Regions from separate parts of the Mus musculus genome. Here region 1 is linked to region 2. The links are chromatin contacts, called in public HiChIP or PLAC-seq maps. All regions are on one chromosome and are shown on one strand. The core of a region is the stretch at or near the end of the contact, and the rest is flanking DNA. Distances in the headings are between cores, read along the strand shown. Region 1 has its middle 17 kb from the start of Chchd6. Region 2 has its middle 13 kb from the start of Gm36639.

What was found. HiChIP or PLAC-seq counts read pairs in DNA pulled down with a chosen protein or histone mark.
Region 1: a contact with region 2 is called in an H3K4me3 HiChIP or PLAC-seq map of embryonic basal ganglia, with 5 times the contacts expected there. The contact joins two enhancer-like sites. A contact is called at or near these places in 3 of 15 datasets of contacts at CTCF or cohesin (the NIH/3T3 cell line and large pre-B cells), 2 of 484 Hi-C or Micro-C datasets (bone marrow-derived macrophages and pre-megakaryocyte-erythroid progenitors), 5 of 115 datasets of contacts at active chromatin or transcription factors (differentiating embryonic stem cells, embryonic basal ganglia, embryonic hindbrain and 2 more) and 1 of 9 other capture datasets (embryonic stem cells).

What each region holds. Positions count from the first base shown.
Region 1 is chr6:89,608,963-89,615,404 of GRCm38.p6, reverse strand. No RefSeq gene overlaps it. Among named protein-coding and RNA genes, the nearest start is that of Chchd6, 17 kb to the right of the region's middle. RefSeq lists an enhancer at 1-2,366. Within about 2 kb of position 1,619, at least 57 of the 459 cell types and tissues checked have an H3K27ac peak or open chromatin away from gene starts, as enhancers often do. A contact at or near this core is called in embryonic basal ganglia, where this site is marked.
Region 2 is chr6:89,007,704-89,014,536 of GRCm38.p6, reverse strand. No RefSeq gene overlaps it. Among named protein-coding and RNA genes, the nearest start is that of Gm36639, 13 kb to the left of the region's middle. Within about 2 kb of position 1,341, at least 17 of the 459 cell types and tissues checked have an H3K27ac peak or open chromatin away from gene starts, as enhancers often do. A contact at or near this core is called in embryonic basal ganglia, where this site is marked.

The DNA of each region.
Region 1 (6,442 bases), core at 370-2,869, 600 kb before region 2:
AAGGGAACCTACTCTCCCTTCCTCTCTCTCTGGTCACCCCAGGTCTCTGAGGAAGACACCATGCAGCTCTTCAGAACACATAGGGTACCCAGAGGTCCTACCCTCCCTTTTCAGGCTGAGGAACTGCAAGAAAAGCAGGAAAACCATTTGGCCTGGGAGGCAAGTGGAGTTACCACCGAGCTCTCACAGGGACTGTGCCAATTTGTAGCTCTCCTTGCCGGGTAGCGCTGTTTCCTTACAAGTTTGCAAGCACATTTAATGAATTCATAAAACTCCAACTGCACAGATCTCATGGTGGGGAGGCAGGATGCAATTCTGTAACTGTACATTTGCTTAACTGCTTGGGGTCACAGAAACCCTGTGAGGGGCTGGGGGTGGTGAGGGACGCTCTCCCCTTGCCTGTTGCAGCCTGGGATGAGGGAGGGAAGTACACTTCTTTAGGGAGGAACCCTAATGTCCACATTCCTTCTGGATCCTTGGAATGTCACCATCAGGTAAGGCATTAACTAGTTACCCTGAAGCAAGTCCAACAGTCACTGATTCAATAATTTAATGAATGTCAATGAGCCCTGGGTGCTGTCCTAGGTGCTAGGTCTAGAGCCAGTAGCTCAGCTGGCTGCCCTTTGGGTCCTGTGAGCTCTGGCAAAGCTCATGGCTGCTCTTGAGTCTAGAGCCTGTATTTTGGTCTGGCTATGGCCACCGAAGACTGGACCTGTTTCAGGTGAGCTAGATATATACGCAGTTCCCTTCAGATACGGCCTGGGAGCAGAGCAAGACCTCAGCAGACAGAGACCTGGAAGCCCAGCCTTGCCCTTCAGATAACAGAATTAACTCTCTCTCTCTCTCTCTCTCTCTCTCTCTCTCTCTCTCTCTCTCCTCTCTCTCTCCCTTCTCACCCATCACCCCCACCCCCACCCCCACCCCCAACCCCATGTGTGTAGGGAGGAAGGACAGAGAGGAAGCAGTCCAGACTGAACAAGCCAGGCTCACAGCAATCCCAGAGAGCTCTGAGCCCATTTGCTTTATCAAGCTAACTTCTCTTTTTCCCTGAAATTCTCGGCCATCTATGTTCCTGTCCTCTCCCACACCCAGGCATCCCTGTCTGGGAGTGCTCTGAAAGGTGATTCCTGTGGCAGAGTCAGGGGAAGCTGGCCCTCCAGAGCTCAGCTAAGCAGCCATCCACTTGGTTAAACAGTCAAACCCAGGGCCAAAGCTGAAGCTTAAAACTCTGAAAGGCAAAAAAGGAAATTGGGGCCAAGGAGGTTGCTCCTGACTTTCTGCTTGAGCCACTAACACCGCTTGGCTAATTTCTCCCATCTGGAGGCTTTGTCTTGCACTGAGAATTTCCTGGTTTTCTGGGAAAGCAGGTGGGGACCTCAGCACACGGCTTTGAAACAATGGACTGAGCAGCTTCATTGTCTGAGCTGACTTACTCCTTATCTGCAGTGACTAGCGCACAAGCCTGTGTGCACGCACACACACACACACACACACACACACACACACACACATACATACACGCACACACTTGGCGCAGACGCAGCATACTCCCGCTGCATACACAGCACACAGCTAACAATCCAGCCTTGGCAGGAACAGATGGCTGTGCAAATGGGGGCTTATCAGGGCTTGGAGAAAAGGGCTGTAAACAAAGGTGGAGTGGGCTGGTTTTTGTAAGGGATGAATGACGATAGTCTCAAGCAGCCATAGCCCTCTCAGGTCCTCTGGCACAGTCTGGTTTAGGGGTAAAATGTGTGACCAGGACTGGCCAGCGTGACTCCAGAAGATGGCTTTGGGAAAGATTTCCTTTGTGTGGCGAGAGAACGTTGTGTCCTGAAGCCTGGGTAGCATGCACTTTATGGGCTGAGGCATTAATCATCCTCAACAGTCAGAAAAGCATGAGCCCCACCCCCACCCCACTGTGTCTCATTCTGTGTCGCGGGTGGGAACTGATGCTCCAGTCGGTCCAACTGAGAGATGTGGCTGAAGAAGCTAGGGTTCAACTGCAGGAGGATGGATGTTTGCGCCATCTGGGCCCAGTCTCTCCAGTCCCTTCTCCCTAGTGGCACTGGACCTGGGGTCCACCCAGTCTTTCCATGGGTGCACTCTTCATTTGGCCTCCTTCTCCATGCAGGGACCCACTCCTCACCTGAAGTTTTCGGACTTCAATATAGGGAGTTTGTTTGTTAGTTTACTTAGTGAACAATGAAATAAAAGAACAAAGGCAGGCCATGGAAGCAAGTGTCTTTTAAAACCCTGGCCAGGTGACACATCCTCCTGAGGTGGAAGTTGCTGGAAATAGGGCCGCCCTCAGCAGGAACATACAAAGACACTTCTTCCACACAATCTGCTCCTGAAGTGCTGTGCCTTGGTTCTTGGTTCTTGGTTCTTGGTTCTTGGTTCTTGGTTCTTGGTTCTTGGTTCTTGGTTCTTGGTTCTTAGTTCTTGGTTCTTGGTTCTTCATGCTCCTCCATGTGCTCGATCTCCTGCCTGCTGCAGGCCTGTTTTCTCAGATGGACAGGAGACGCTGATGAGCCCTGTCACTGTCTGAGTCAATTTCCTCTTCCTTCTTCAGGACAGACAGCTCCTCTCAGCCACTGCAAGCAGGGGACTGTGTGGCCAGTCCCACCAGAGGAATGGCAGGGACATGTGTGGTCCCTCCAGTCTCCCAGCCTTGCTTTTCCTGCTGACTTGACAATGGAGTCTTGTTTCCCCACCAGCGGTGTAGTTAAAGCATGAGGGGGCCCTGTGAGCCAGGATTGCCTTCCTGTTTACCCACATTTTGAGTGAGAAATAAAACATAATTGTGAAATGTCATATTACCAAAGAGATCTTCATATTCAGCGCAACATTCATCAAAATGCCAATGACATTCTTCACAGGACTAGAAAAAAAGAATCCTAAAATTTCTATGAAAGCACAAAAAAGCCCAAGGAGACAAAGGGATATTACAGGGTTTGCTAGAGCAGTGGTTCTCAACCTTCCTAATGCTGGGGCTCTTTCATACAGCTCTTTGTGTGGTGACTCCCCCAACCATAAGATTATTTTGTTACTATTTTATAACTGCAACTTTGCTACTGTTATGAATTGCAGTGTAAATTATCTGTGTTTTCCCGATGGTCTTAGGCAACCCCTGTGAAAGGGTCATTTGATCCCAATGGGGTATTGACCCACAGGTTGAGAGAAGCCTGTGCTAGAGGCATCTCTATATCTGCCCACAAACTACCACAGAGCCGTAATGACAGGAACAGCCCAGGCCCCAAAATAGACACAAAGACCCACAGAATAGAACAGAGGACCTAGAAATAAGCCCTGTAGCTACAGCCACCCAAGTTTTGACAAAAGTGTCAAAGCATACGTTGGAGAGAAGACAGCTTCTTAGACAAGTAGGGTTAAAAAAAAAACCTGGATATCCACATGTAGATGAATGGAGATAGATTGGTCTCTAACTCTGCACCAAAACCAATATCAAGTTGATCAAAGACCTCAATGAAATATCTGAAACTCTGAAACTGTCAGGCAGAACATGTCAAAATTCAGGTACGCAAATACGTTCTGAAAAGAATCCGACTAACTTAGAAAATAATGACAAAAATTGACACATCGAATTGCATGACATTAAAAAGCTTCTGCACAGCGAAGGTAATGATGAGCAGAGTGAAGAGAGAGCCACCGAGAGGGAGAGAATTATATACACCCGACAGGTGAGTAACATCCAGAGTCTATAAAGAACGCCAAAAATTAGACACCAAGTGTTAAATAGGCAAATGAATTGAACAAAGAGTTCTCAAGAAAAATACATAATGTCCAACTAATATATTTTTAAAAGTTTAATATCCTTAGCCACCAGGGAAATGCAAATTAAAATGCATTGATACAATCCTCCCTCCAGCCATAATGCCTAGCCTAAGAAAATGAACAAGGATAGGAGAACCCAGGGCAAGGGGAGACTTACACGATGCAGTTGGTATGGTGGCTCTTCAACCAACTAAAGAACGGCACTGGAGAGATGGTTCAGCAGTTAAGAGCATCTGCTGCTCTTTCAGAGGATCCAAGTTTGGTTCACAGCATCACCATGGCAGCTTACAACAGCCTGTAACTCCAGCTCCAGGAGATTTGACGACCTCTCCTTTTCTCAATGGGCACTGCACATAACTGCCACTCCACATATACACATAAATGAAAATAATAAAATATTTTAAAATGAAATAAAACAAACCTAAAGATGGAAACAGCATATAATCCAGTTATTCTTGGGTATATCTAAGGGATTCTAAGTTATCATACCACAGAGGTACCTGTGCATCCATGTTTATTGCACCGATCACAATAGTCAAGATAAGGAACCATCAACAGATGAGTGGATAAAGAAAATGTGGAATATATATGTATATTCCATGTATATGTGCATGTATACATATATGTAGTGGTCTTTTAATCAGCCATGAAAAAGAATGAAATCATCTCATTTTCAGGAAAATAGATTGAGGTTTGGTGTGTTAAACAAGCCAGACTCAGAGAGATGTTTTCTTTCTCAAATGTAGACTATACATGCACATATAAACTTATATAAGACATGTCAGAAGAACAAGGGCTACGTAGGGGAAAGGAAGAGTCTAGAGATGGGGGACAGGTTTGAGGAGAGCAAATGAAAATAATGTGTTTTGTCTCCTGTGTAAAATCTAGATTTGTCTGTCTGCCATGAAAGCAAGAAAGGGACTATCTGGCCAGTGATGACTTGAGAGAGTACCAAATATGAAGTAAACTACAATGGCATGTAGGTACCAAAGTGTCGCTGTGATGGCTGGTGGGATGGTTCAGAGAGGAAAGGACTTGCTGCCAAGCTTGATGACCAAAGTTCAACCCCCAGGACCCAGATGGTGGAAGGAGAGAGCGAACTCCCAAGTTGTCCTCTGCCCTATACATAATTGATAAATGGTGCCTTCTGCCCAATACATAAGTGTAAAACATTTTAAAAGAAAATGTCATGATAAAACTCATTCTGTATACTAACAGAAATATTAATAAAAAAACAAGAGAAGTAGCCAGGCATGGTGGCACACACAGGTAATATCAGAACTTGGGAGATGGAGACAGATGCATCAGGAGTTCAAGGTCATCTTTAGCTAGAGCGTGAGTTCCAGACTACCCTGAATCATGTGAGATCCTGTCTCAAAACATAACAAAACAAAACAAAACAGGAAAACCCAACCACCACCAACAACAAAGCAAGATCAAACATGGAAGGAAGAGATTGGATACAAAGTCCTACTCCCCGGCTGAGATAGCTGCCAGGTGAGGGAAAGTTAGTTCTCTTTAATGGTGTGCACACTGGCAGGTTGCTCATGCTCTAGTGGGTGGTCACACACCCAGGGCAGCAGAAATTGGATTTGGTGGGTTAAAAAAAGGAAGACACGAAGTTGCAGGGTGGTGGTGGGGGGCGCAGGGGGGGACTGGATCTGAGAGGAGGTGGGCAAGGGAGGAGAATACGATCAAACTAAATGCCTGAAATTCTCAAAGAATTAATAAATACATTAAAAACAAACCTCCAAACCCCAAGAGAAGGGAAATAAAATATAGTTACCATGGTAACTACTGGTAAATGTTGATACCACAGCTGCTCCAAACAGCACACAGACTGATGGACTAATATCTAAACTCTACAACTCCAAAATTCAATCACCCCGAAGATTCACCTACAAACTGTTCTACGGAGCCGCAGTGGCAGCTGCAGCACAGTGCAGGCCCAGACAGAGACACAGCCCAACAAAATAGGAACTTTCTTCACTCTCCATCCTCATTCCCAGGAAATGGTATTGTACAGTTTTGGGTGTAAAATTTCACACTCTGTGGTTTTGGATTGTTCTTCCTATATAGAAAAAGAAGCCAGTTATTTTGTGACCTGTGACAGTTTAGAAAAACTGTGCAATCCCTGGGGTTTTTCTATCTGTGAGACCCCATCACCTGTGAATTGAGAATAACTGCTTCTTCCTTCCAATCTGGATGGTTTGAGTTTCATTTTCTTGCCTTGCTGACCTTCCTAGGGTTGCTAGTGCCATACTGAGCAGAGGCAACAGGAGCAGCCACAGGGCTCCTGACTAAGGCAGGAAGCTGCCAGTCAGTTTCTAGAATGGACAAAGCTAGTCACTTCCACATCAGCTTTCTTCCTTTCTTCTTTCTTCTGATTCTGAAGAGTCCAATCCATGACAGGCTGCCTCACAGAGGCTACTCCAGGGCGCTGTCTACTCTGTTTGCCAAACTCCTAATTCTAAAACTCAAGCCATTCACCCTTATCATGAGTGAGCTCACTAGGTCTGGGGCCTTGATTGTTCAATGTTTTGTAACATGAGCGACATGAAGCTTGGAGAATCCCTAACTTGCCCAAGAGTAGACACTGCTCTGAAGCCTTCTAGGCCAAAGCTAGGTCACGAGATCGTGTAAA
Region 2 (6,833 bases), core at 92-2,591:
CACACACACACACACATCTTATTTGGAGGACGGGTGGCAGAGGCCCACTCAAGCCAGGTTGTTGGGTCTGGTGTGAAAGAGCACCCAGATTGGTCACCTGAGGTACTCAGGCGCAAGTGCCTTGTAGGAAGGCAGCAGTGATGTCAGGGTCAGACCTGGGAGCACAGGGCTTGGGGAACCTTCTCTCAGGAGGTGATGTGAATCAAGGACCCCAGTGTCTGACATGTCCAACTCCACAAACAGCAGATAGAATGTGAAGAGCAGGAAGAAGATTCCACAGCTTGCCACCGTCCTGGGGCAGAATGGGGGTAGAGCCCCAGTGCTGCTGAGTGCCTCTTGCTGCAGGGGCTAGGCTGGCCACAGGAGGCTCTACATCCAGGACAACAGGATTCCCGCCACCAGAAGAGGACCCAAGCTGCATGGAGAATGGAGAGGAGGCAAGAGAGGGGATGAAGTGGGAAAGACGGATGCAGAGCTGAGAAGGCTGAAGCTTTGGATGGGAAGAGAAGCCTCAGGTTCCCTGCCTGGGCTTATCCCGGAATGGAGTTCCCTGGAAGATCCACGTCTCACTTAAATCAGGAACAGAGGAGGAAGCGCACAGTCCTGAGGCTTGAACCCCCAGGATACGAAAACCCTCCCTTCCCAGGACCCTGCTATAAGGCTGCAGCTTCTGGGGCATCGTAGGGACAACTCAGCCCCTGGAGGATGTGTTTCATCTTACGGGTGCATGTATGGACTCAGAGAGGTGACAGCATTTCCTCGGAGTCATCCAGTGAATGAGTGACAGAGACTGAGCCCAGGTCTATAGTCTGACAGAGCTGGGTGGCTGACAAATGGGGACGGTTTGAGGTTTGTTGGTTAGCTTTAGATATTTTCCCCCCTTATTATCATTTTAATTTCCACTCTGCAAAGGCTCTATAGACACAAATCCCTGGTACCCTTCAACAGACAGCCTCCCTCCCACCCCCATCCTCCACCGAGCTGTCCAAGCTGCTTTGGCCCAGGGTCCCCCCAGGAGTCCACAGGCACATCTCTGCAACCGGGCGCAGTATTTCCAAGTGGCAGAATTAATAGGGCAATTCCCCCGTGCAGAACTGAGCTGGCTTCTATACTAAATTAGCATAGATAAATATTTTTGAGAGAGGAGGGAAAATAATGCATTTTGCAATAAGGCTGGAGGGCAGCCCCTCTTGGGCCCCATCCCCTGAACTTGGACGGAATGAATTTGCACCTGGTGTAATTGAAGGCGCCATGGTCCCTCGTGCCTGGGAGCAGGACCTAGCCAAGCGGATAAATTCCCTCCACTTGTGCAGAGCTAACCGTTGTCAAGAGGCTGAGCCCAGGGGAAGGTGGGGGAGGGGCAGGCAGGGCTGGAGAAGCAGGTGGATGAATGAAGACAAAGACTGCAGGGCAAACACATCAGCACATATGCAGGAAACACATATGTGCATGCACACAAGCTCGAGCTCGTTCATCCACACGTACATGTGTACATGAGCACACCACACACACACACACACACAAAACCACTCAAACAGCCACACTTGACATAAATCAGGCTCACCCTACATAATGCCTGAGGAGCCTTGTATGACCCATTATCTGCCCCTGTCAGCTGCCGTGGGGTGGGGGGGGTGGGGGGTGTGATGCTTACTCTCTGTCCCTAGCTCCATGGAAACGATGAAGCTGGAAATCCATCAGCTAATTGTCCTTGGGCCCAAACTCACAATATGGGCCTCTCCTGTGGTCCTTTCCACCTCTGCTATCTATTTTTTCAGCCATTTTCTCAACCTGGCTCAGCCCTGTCCTATGAGTTTGTCATTAAGTTCCCTACCGGCCTCCCTGCCTGCAGTGACTCCCTGGAGTGCCCCTCAGTCAGCAAAGCACTTGCCACGCAAACATGGGGACCTGAGTTCTGATTTCCAGCACCCAGGTAATAAGTTGGGTGTGGTGATGCATGCCAGTCATCCCAGCACCGGGGACAGAAAGACCAGCCACCTGAGCCAAATCAGTGAGGCCCACGGGAGACAGGGTTAAAACACAAGATGGGAGAGTATAGAGAGTGTAGAAGAAAATAGCCAGTGTGTGTTTGTGTGTATGTGTGTGTGCACGTGCGCACGTGTGTACATAAATGCTCTTCTAGAGGACTTGGGTTCAATTCCCAGCACCCACATGGTGGCTCACAACCATCTGTGGCCCCAGCTCCAGGACATCTTCCACCCTCTTCTGGCCTCCAAGGGTACCAGGCACATATATGGTGCACAGACACGTGCAAGCAAAGCAGGCACACACATAAATAAAGTGAACAATAAGCACCACAGGAGTTGGGAGCTGGCTGTAAACTACACTGCCCTCCACTTCTAAGCCCCTGTCTATCCTTGAGCTCCAGGACCTCTGAGGTTCTGCTTACCACCGAACACCAGGGTGTGGCTTGGAACCTGCTGACGGGCTGGGTCACTTCGGACTAGTTGGCATATTTCAATTACCACCCTTGGAGGGAAAACTTAGCCTGGGAACACTCTCAGCACCACACTAGATAACAGCCAGTTCTTGCAGAGGCCATGTCACCCCTCACTCTCCCTTTCTAGCCATAACCCCATACCAGCCCTGCTGGGAGGCAGATAAATGGCAATTGATCCAAACCAGGGAGAATGGGGCAGGGCCACAGACTAAGCTGCTGGAGACCTGAGAGGAGCAGCCACCCAGGAGGCTGGTACTACCCAAGGTCCCAGAAAAGAGCAGTGCGGCAGTGTGGTGGTGTGGCTATGGCTGGACCTGACACCAGTACCTCCAGGTTTGTGATGATTCAGCAGGGACCCTCCTGAAACAGGTGCCTACCAGCTACACTAGCCCCTCCATGCTTGCCCCAGAGCCCAGGTTTGTCCAGGCCACAGGCTTTGCCTGGGAAATGCCCTTCCTCCAAGGCTGAGCTCTCTGTGACCATCAGTCTCCACAGGTAGAAGTTGATCAGAATTCCTTATGATCCCTTCCAATGCTCATTGCAAGCCCATTCCCTTCCAGGACACACCATTGGATAACATAGTCTTGAGGTCAGGGAAGGGAGTGACTGAGAGCCAGTGTGCATGCTCTGGGATTCTGTCAGACTTCTCTTCTCTCAGGGCAGGAATCTATGAGGATAGCAGGGACCTCTACTCTGTGAGTCACAGTCTACGCAGCAGGCCACTCACTCAGGGCCTCCGGAAAGCTGAGGTTCAGACGGGGCCTCTAGTGACTTGGGCTCCTGAGAGGCAGAGCTCAGTCTTCTGGCCCAAATCAACAAGTCATCCGCATCCCACCTCCTAGAGTCATGGGAGAGACAAGAAGCATGAATAGATGGCTCTCAAGGCCGAGCCCCTCTACCCTAGACAGCAGCAGCTGTGTGTGGACAAACCCCAGACCCTCTGCTGCTGCCGAGTCTCCAGTCAGGAAACCTGCTTCTCAGCCAGGGCTCTGCTGAGTGACACGCTCAGACAGCATCAAGAACAGAGCACGATGCTCATGCTATGCACAGCCTCAGTGACTGCCTCTGCCACCCTGGAGTTGATATTTCCTCCCCTCCCACCCTGCTTCTCCCAGCGATCCTTCTGGGTACCAGAGTGTGGCTAGAAGATCAGCTTGCAGAAGGGATGCTACCACTGCACTGCGTACCCTGCCCCCACTTACTGTTTCCTCTGGGTGCTCATTGGCATTCAGGAGTCCTTGTTGAAACCCACATGCATGGATGTGCAGAAAGGCTGCACCAGCTCTGGGTTCTTATCTTCTGTAAGCCTCTACTTTGCCTCTGTGCAATGGGCACCAAGGGTGGCCAGGAAACTCGGGTGTGTGCATAGTGCCATGGCACACAGCAGGAGTGATGGAGGGCCAGAAAGGGTTGTGTACCTGCCTTCCCAGAGGAGTGCAGGTTGCTTAGAAGAGGTGAGAAGGTATAGGTCCCTTTCTGATTCTTGAAAGGATCATGGCGTAAGGTAAACAGACTTGATTTCAGGAGCCGCAAAGGGAAAAAAAACAAAACAAAACACCTGAGCAGGAACAGCCTGTGTGCCAGCAAAACAGAGAATCCATTGTCCATGTGCATGTTTCGGTAAAATGGGGCTCAGAGGAGGCGAAGGAAGGACTTGGAGCTCAGTGAGCAGGCACACTCCACCAGGGCCAGCTGTGGCCTGTGGAGCCTCCAGGCTGGGTTTTCTAGGCAGCATGGAGCTGGATCCTCCAGGGGGTGAGGGAGGTTGGGTAGCACCCAGGTTACAAAGTGCAAACATCCTTGGTGGGAGAGGTCAGGAAGAGAGAGCAAGCACCCCACCAGAGTTCTCCCTGCTGCTGAGCCAGGAGGCTGCTAGATCTGCCTAACCCTGCAGCACAAAGTTAATTTTGGGTCTCCACAGTAAACAGGCTTCCTAAAGCCATGGTTAAAGGGCTCTGGCCGTGCAGAGCTAACTGGCATCAGGACCCTCCAGCTCACATCTGGTTCCATTGTGATTCCCATATCCAGGAAAGATGTAGGAAGAAGCACTCAGGAGCTGCTGAAGAAACTGGCCCCCTGATGCCAGAAACCTTGTTGGCAGCTTCCTCCTCCTCTCCTTTTCCCTCTCCCTCTTGCGGCTGTCTAATAAGGTCAGCTCAAGGCTTGGTGAAGGTAGATGGCAGGCAGTATTTTTCAGTCCTGATGGATTCTGGTGCTCCTGAGCCAAGTGTAAAGCTGGTTCCTCACAGGGTCCAGCCTCCAGGCCAGATGATAACCCGAGACCAGAGGCAACAGCCAAGTCTATCTGAAAGCATCTCTCCCAGGTCCCCGATGCAGCAACTGAAATTAAGACTGACACCAGGGCTGGGACCTCAAACATGGCAGGACCCTTCTCTGGAAGAGTTCAAAGTAGAAGTCCCACGCACACAACTAAAGACAACTCCAATCTGGTATGCATACGGTCTACAGTGAAGGCGAGGGAGGACTTCCTCGAGGCAACAGAGCCCCCACTGCCTCCCGAGGGAGGCCTAGTCGCCATCCAGAGCGTGAGAAACCGGGGACAATGACTCCCTCTCCTGCAAAAGAAACCCTCCTGGTCAGAGAGAACAGTAGGATGTATCAGGGAACTTTCGCCACCTAAGGAACTAGCCCGAGTCTCAGCAACTTTTGTTTGTTTGTTTGTTTGTTCTTTTGAGACAGGGCTTCTCTGGGTAACAGCCCTGGCTGCCTGAAACTAGCTTTGTAAACCAAGCTAGCCTCAAACTCACAGAGGTTGCCTGCCTCTGCCTCCCAAGTGCTGGGATGAAGGCATGAGCCACCTTGCCTGGCTTTAGCAACTTAAATCAGCACAATTCCTTGTTTTCCCTTGTTCTGTGAGTTGTCAGGTCATTCTTCTAGCTTCCTGTAGTTCGGCTGGTTCCTCTGCTGAGCCGAGGGTTCACACCCACACTATTCGCCCTGACTTCAGGCTAAAATCCCAGGTCAGGCTCCGGGGCTGCACTCTGGTGGGTGGGGACAGCTGGGCGGGGCTTCTCCAGCTTCCGGGCAGGCTGGAGCGGCAGCTGCGGTGCAGTCTCAGTCCCAGTCTCTGCAGCTGTATTGCCTCTGTCAACGGGCCGACGGGAGGATGGGAAGCCCAGGAAGAAAAATAACACACAATTTAATCTCCCCAAATCAACCCATCCTACAAAGGGAAAAATAAAACAGAGTCTCCGCCAAGGCTGACCTTCTGTTTACATTTTCCTTGGCAACTGAGAAATAATTGCGGTTCTGCAGGGCCCTCCCCTCCCCCACCCTGCCTCATCCTATTCAAGCGCGACCAGGGATGACACTGGAATCTTGAACCGCACTAAGTGGTTACTATGGTGTCAGGCTGAAATTGTGAATCCCAGAGGCTGCCACAGCAGGGAGGCGGGGAGCCAGGGCAGAGTCTCAGCCGAGGCTAGTGACTGGGGGGCCTAGCCAGTTAATAGCAGACAAACTGTGCTCGCAAAGAGTAGAGTAGGGGGTTGAAAGATACGGTGGTCAGAGCAGGTGCAGGACCAGACCCAAGTCCCAGTCACACCCCCTGAGCCTTACTCTGTCCGGGCTGCTCTTTCACCCTCCACCCTGTGCCCACCAGGATTGAATCTCTGCCCAGCCCCACAGAAGAAATCCTCAGGATTTCTTTCTTATTTCCCCACAGAAATCCAGAGCCTTGGTGCTCACCCAAGGAACCTGCAGAGGTGCTTTGGGTACCACCCTGCACTTCTCCAGCTCTGCCACAGAGAACTACAAGCCAATCCTGCCGGACTCACACTGATATGTGTCAGTGTAAGATCCCTCCACTGCCACACCCTGGTTCCATTCCCACCTCCAGACAGTGAGTGACCTTAGACCCTACTCTGACCTTGAACCTCTTCTTCTCATGCCTGTGCCTTGGGGGGAAAAATCTTCTAAAGAGCACATCAGATCTTGTCTGTAATCTTCACTGAGAGAGAGCTCTTGAGTGGTCGCGGTGCCTGCCCGGCTCTGACTTCATTTGTTCCACCAACCATATCATTCTAGCTATCCTGGCCTCTGAACTGCTCCCTGCGATGGCCGGCTTGCTCCTGCCCCAGGACCTTTGAACTGGTCATTCGTTGCTACTGTGACTCCTTCCCAAACCACCACTGAGGCCTTAGGGATTGCCTGATCACTGTTGTGGTCTTCATGCTTCAAACAGGACAAGCACAGGGACGAATGAATGAATGAATGAATTAGCCATTTCCTGGTTTCTAATCCCCATCTTCTCTGTCTCTACTATAAGGATCTAGACCATCAGAAGAGGGACTCAGAGGCTCCTAAGAAAGCCCCAGCCTATAAACATGTAGTGTTCCACCCACTCAGTGCT